Linked DNA regions of Rattus norvegicus: region 2 is linked to region 1. The links are chromatin contacts, called in public Hi-C maps. All regions are on one chromosome and are shown on one strand. The core of a region is the stretch at or near the end of the contact, and the rest is flanking DNA. Distances in the headings are between cores, read along the strand shown.

Region 1 (2,842 bases), core at 152-2,651:
TATGAGCCAGGAGTGGTGGCTCACACCTTTAATCCCTGCAGCCAGGGCTACACAGAGAAACCCTGCTGTTTGCAAATGCCTGCCTCACAAAAAAAGAGTAGCATATGGTAAAGCCTGACATACTCACCACCACAGGTAGGAAGAGAAACAGGAAATAGTAGAAGTTGCCTTCTTTTATTGTCTACTGCAGCACCAAGGTAGATCAAAAACTCCAATCTGTTTGCCACTTGAGTTCAGTTTCCTTGATCAGTAACAAGTTTTAACTCCGTGGGTGTGGGTGCTAGTAATGTTTCATGGCATATAAAGACATGTGTCTGTGGGTGCTTTACTTTGTCTTTTTAAAAAAGAAGCAGCAGCAGCTGCCCAGCCTGGCCTCAAACCCTCCATCTTTTCACCTTAGCCTCCTGAGCGCTGGGATTAAAGGCCTATGCATCTGCATCCAGATTCTGATTTTGGCTGAGACAACCAGCTCAGGAAATTCACCCAACCCACCTCCATCACCTGTGGTCTCTCTGCCATTGGTCTCATTTTTCTCCTCTGCCACCTGAGGTTCTGTGACAGCATCTCCATTTTCTTCATGTCCCTTCCTGGGCCGCTGTCGAGCTTTGGCGGCTTCCTTCTTTTTGGCTGCCTTCTTCTTAGCCAGGTCGGAAGGCATGATGATGAGCCACAGGGGTAGTTACTGTTCTTTCAGGAGTCTGAAGAAAAGCAAACAGATACTCCAAAATTCTAAACTTGCCGGTAAGAATGTCTGAGCCGGATCCCATCCCTCCTTGGAATTTTCCTATTAAGCCTCGAGTGCCCAACTCTTGTCCCCGCCAACTTTCTCAGGGTTCTCACACTCTCTCGACCGCTCCTCCAGCCTCATCTCCTCCCTTGGGGCTCGCGCGCCAATCGCCGCCGCCGGCTTCACTTGGATGCGCTCTTCCCCCAGGGCCTTTAGAGAGGGACCGCTCTGCCCCTCGTCTCCAGTTTCCGAACTTGGCGCTCGCGCACCTCTGCCAGCCGCCTCCTTTTCGGTTCTTCGCCAGGAGTTCGTCCCGGACCTCCCTTCCGCCCCTCTCCTCCACCCTACCGACTGCGGCGTGGTTTCTCTCTGGGAACCACGAGTCCTCCCCGGCGGGTCCCTAAGGGTCTCCGCGCTCGCTGCCCCTAACCTCCCCCACACCCCGTTCGCCGGCGTCTCGGCCTGGGCCAGTTCTTTTCCCTTTCGGTCCTTTTCATCCCGACCCAGAGCTCCCTTCTGCTTCTCCTCCCGCTTCCTGCTCACGGGTCCGCACTCTCCTCCCCTCCGGCGCCCCTTCCCCCTCAACTCACGGGGCCTCGCCGCTCGGCCTCTGTCGCAACAGAGCTGCTCCTTGAGCTCCTCCGCGTGCGGCCGGCTCCCCAGCCAATCACAGCCCCGGGCGGCCCTTGGCGCGCTGCCGCGAGGGTTTCTGGAAAATGTAGTTCTCGAATCGTAAGAACTTAGGGCGGGACTCTCTTCCAGAACTACCACGAATCCCAGGTGTTGCGCAGTTCTCGTGACGTCATCAGAACGCGCGAGGATTCGGGTTGGGGGAGGATTAGAGTCCAAGAGTCCCGTCCTACCAAGCGGGTTTGAAGAGCTGAAAACTGCAAATCCCAGATTGCTCTTTGGAGAGGTGGGCTGGTCGTCCAGACGGTACCCCACCCCTAGCCGATAAATTAACCAGGCTGCTATACTGGTTTAACCAGCAGAGAGTACGACTAAGCTTCCCATCCTGCGGTGTAAGAATTCCGGTCCAAACAATGGGAGAGAAGGAGGAGGGAAAAGAAGAATGAGGTGCTGCTAGCCAAAGGTGGCTCTGAAAGTTAGGTAACCCTTTGCAGACCAAGCAACGGAGCTCTGTGTTCGAGAAAGGTGTCCTAGTTTCATGGAACCAAAATTGCAGAGCCTAGTCTATCGCTAACCAAACTTTTTGAAATTGCCAGACGTTCTGAACCTTAGTATCTTAGACAAGAGTTTCTGGGTTCCAACAGAGCCATTCGAGTGTGATGGAAAAAAATCTAAAGTAAAAGGACCCTTTTTTTGAATTTAGCTCTATGGACACTTAGCTATGACTTGTTTCATTTCCTTTGAGACAAGTCAAAAATCTATAACAGACTTAGTGTTAGGTCCATTATTAACTAGATCTGTAGCCTCAAAATCAAGGCAACTCTTTACGACCCTTGTTACCTGTCCAGGGTCCTGTGCACTGGTGCCTTATTATTGATGACACTGTAGGAAGCAAACTTAGTGCCCCTGAGTGCACTCTCAGTAAGTGAGCTCCTTTCCCTCTAAGGTCGCCATGTTCTCAAGCTAAATAGAAATTAGGCGTGAAGATCATTGAGGATGGACATCACAAGCAGCTTCAGAGACTGCCTCTTGAAGGCAGTGTGTCTTTGGTAGCACACTCATTTTAAGAAAGAAGAAAAGGGACTGGAGAGATGGCTCAGAGGTTAAGAGCACTGACTTCTCTTCGAGAGGTCCTGAGTTCCCAGCAACCACATGGTGGCTCACAACAGTCTGTAATCTGTAATGGAATCTGATGCCCTCCTCTGGTAGTCTGAAGGCAGCTGCAGTGTACTCATATATTAAATAAATGAAAAGAAAAGGGAGGATGAAGGGAGGCTTTGTGTACACACACACTTAAAAAAAAAAAAAGAAATCCAAATGGGCCTGTCAATCTCTTGGACAGGAAATGCTGCTGCTAAGGAAGCTGTCTGTTCCAGAAACTGAGAAGTATAAACCCATCCAGCCATTGTCCACTCCTACCCAATGAGAAACTTTTTCTTGGTTCATTGTCCACCCCTGCCTTTGAGGATGTCCTCTTTTTACTCT
Region 2 (2,842 bases), core at 132-2,631, 160 kb before region 1:
AAGACAGGTAGTCCTTAGTGAGCAGGAACAGGGTTCGTCTGGGACCCTAGCCCCCAACCTGACACTCAAGAGTGCTGATAACTTTATATAAACACACCCAGGCACCACGAATCCCTTGACATCCTTCCCCTCACCTTCACAATCTCAGGGTCCAGGTCACCATTGCAGCTGTCAAAATATTTCTTCAGGTCCTAAATAGAGGTGGTAATGAGGAGAAAAGGGCAGAGCTCAACCTTAGTTTGGACTCCTACACCCTCCCAGGATTAATATCCCCCCAAGCCCCTCTTTCACCTGATCACAGAACTCAAACACCAATGTGAGCTTCTTGTCACTATGCAGGACATCATGAAGCCTACGGAAAATGAAAGGCTTAACCAGATCCCCAAGTTGGCCTCTAACATCCCAATACCAGCCCAGTCTAATGAGGAGGTTCAACCTTCTCCAACAGACCTTACCTGACAATGTTTTTGTGCTTCAGTTCTTTGAGTAGACAGATCTCCCGGAGGGCTGAACTTGGCACACCCTACAACATGCAAGGGGGTAGTAGTCACACACAGCCCAAGATAGGCTTTAGACCCCTCCCATGCCCTAGGCCTACCTCATCGTCATCGTCCAGCCTGACTCGCTTCAGAGCCACAATCTCATGGGTTTCCCGGTTTTTGGCCTTGAACACAGTTCCGTAGGTGCCTAGGGGAAGGTCGGGGATGAGGAAGCGGATCCTTCTCAATATCTTAGTGTGTAAGGGTAGGTTTCCAGGGCAAAGGCCAGAGTAGTTTTATGAGCGAGGATGTCAAGGGGAAGGTGCCTAAAAGAGCGCAAGGCTTCAGCTGCAGGGAGAATCTGTCATAAGCTCCAGGGTGGGGGGTAGGGTCGGGAAGTAGCAAGGAGTCACCTAGGAGAGGAATGATGGCCTGCAAGAATGTTAAGGTTGGAGGTTCTGCAATGAATTGAAGCAGGGATTCCAGGTGAGGTTTGCAAGTGATGCTGAGGCTAGGGATGAGAAATGCAGGAAGTGCCGCGGTTAGGAAGGCTGGTCCACAGAGACTGCTAAGGCTAAGAGCAAGAGTTTGCCGCAGATGCTAACACAGGGTGAAGGGTTGGTTTCTGCACTGGGTGTTGGGCTCAGCGGCCAGGGCTTTTGGCCAGTGCTGAGGTCGGAGCCTGCAGGCATAGCTGACGGTAAGGGAGCTGGGACTGCAAGTAGGGTCTTCAGAAAAAGACCTTGCAGGAACATCTCGTGGTTCCATTACCTTCCCCAATCTTCTCCAGTTTCTCGTATTTCTGCATCGCAGCGGCCACGGGGACCCCTGCGGGCCCTCGGTTCTAAGACTCCCGGCCCCGGCGTTGCAGAGGAGGTGGTACCCAAAGCTCCAGCCCCGCCCACTCGCTCACCACGCACTGGCATCTGGGACTTGTAGTCCCGGGGCGGCCATGTTTCCCAAGATTGCCTGTGGCGGAAGGCACGCGGACTACAAGGCCCAACAGGCTGCGCTCGGGCTCTCTGCAGCGCTCAACTCCAGGGACTCGTTTCCATCGCGGAGGCAAACCTTAAACTTCAACTCCCAGGAAGCATCGCGTGTCCGCTTTTCGGGCGTCTCCGCCAAGGCGCGGAGGCTCCCAGTGTGCCCCGCTCTTGTTATTATTCCTTTTCTGTGCTCACAGCCTTCCAGAAAAGGGCCGCTCCCGGACTACGCGTTCCAGAATACAGTGAGGGTGGGGGTGGGGTGCTCTCTGCTTGAAGTTTGCGTTTGACGGCCTAGATCCCGAGCGCTGTTGGCCCGGCTCTGACCTGGTTGGGTGTTTTGAGTCACCAGCGACCTCCTGACACAGCTTCAGCACTAGTTTTCACCTCTCCCTAGGCCACCTGGTGACCCCAGGACTGATTGGGGAATGATTCTGAGCGATGTCTTACTGCTGATGACCTCACAGGGACCAGCTGACCACAGGGCTGGGCAGCGAGACAGGTGTGCCCCGTTAGAGTCTGGATTTGAGTGGAAGGACACACGCCAAAGTCCCCTCTTTCTGCTGGGCCCATTTTATCGTCTCGAAACCCACCGGACTCCAGCGGCTCCACTTTGACATGCCGAGGCCAGCTGACTGGAGCCTGGGTGTCCCCCAGATCCCAGTATTCAGAGCAGGCCCACTGGAGTCAGCCAGGGTGTGGCCCACGAAGACTGGCAGGTCAGTTACTTCCCTCAACAGACAAGACCACAGACAGATGCTACACTTGCAGCAAGCAGCCTTTACCTCACCCTATAAAGGAGTTGATTATAGATTTTTCTTGCACTACTCTCTAATTGTCTCATGATTGCATTCTTGAGGGCTGTGAACCGGGCGAAAATGGCCCCAAACAGCATTCCTCAGCGCCGGAACCAGAGTAGGCGCTAACCTTTTGTTAATTAACTCACTTAAATCTGAGTGCTATTGCATAAACAATATTGTGATTTGCCCACGTGGCAGACTGAAGACGCATAAAGTGAATTCTTTATCTGAAATAATTGATAATTTAGTTGAGAAAACAAGATGACACGCAAAGGGCTTTAAAATAAAGGTGTCGGCTGTGAATAGGATTCCATTCGGCCCGGAGGTAGTTCTAGGGAAAGTGAGGAATCTTCAACAAGTTGTCTTGTTTTCCATCTGTTCAGGGTCACGGCCACCCAACTCCAGCGTCTTTACTCCTCACATTCGCCGGCCACCCCGTTCTCTCAGGCTGACAACGGGGCTTTCTTGGAGCCAGTGGTGTTATTTGGGAAAGGGCCCTGCAGAACCTTAACGTCAAAAAATTTGTAATTCAGCTCCCTGCGTCTCAATTTCCCGGCCCTACTCCATGCCCTCGATCCCC

The links. Hi-C and Micro-C count contacts between places; a contact is called where the count stands out from the background.
Region 2: a Hi-C map of liver shows a contact between it and region 1, with 3 times the contacts expected there. The contact joins the promoter of Cdk5 here to the promoter of Abcf2 in region 1. A contact is called at or near these places in 3 of 12 Hi-C or Micro-C datasets (frontal cortex and liver).

The regions. Positions count from the first base shown.
Region 1 is chr4:11,485,881-11,488,722 of GRCr8, reverse strand. Abcf2 (ATP binding cassette subfamily F member 2) reads right to left here and starts at 1,401. Exons shown (of 15, transcript NM_001398837.1): 1 at 1,318-1,401; 2 at 493-698. The coding sequence starts at 658.
Region 2 is chr4:11,645,663-11,648,504 of GRCr8, reverse strand. It overlaps Cdk5 (cyclin-dependent kinase 5), which reads right to left and starts at 1,381. Exons shown (of 12, transcript NM_080885.2): 1 at 1,251-1,381; 2 at 599-687; 3 at 456-523; 4 at 292-352; 5 at 135-191. The coding sequence starts at 1,287. It also overlaps a transcript of Slc4a2 not described here.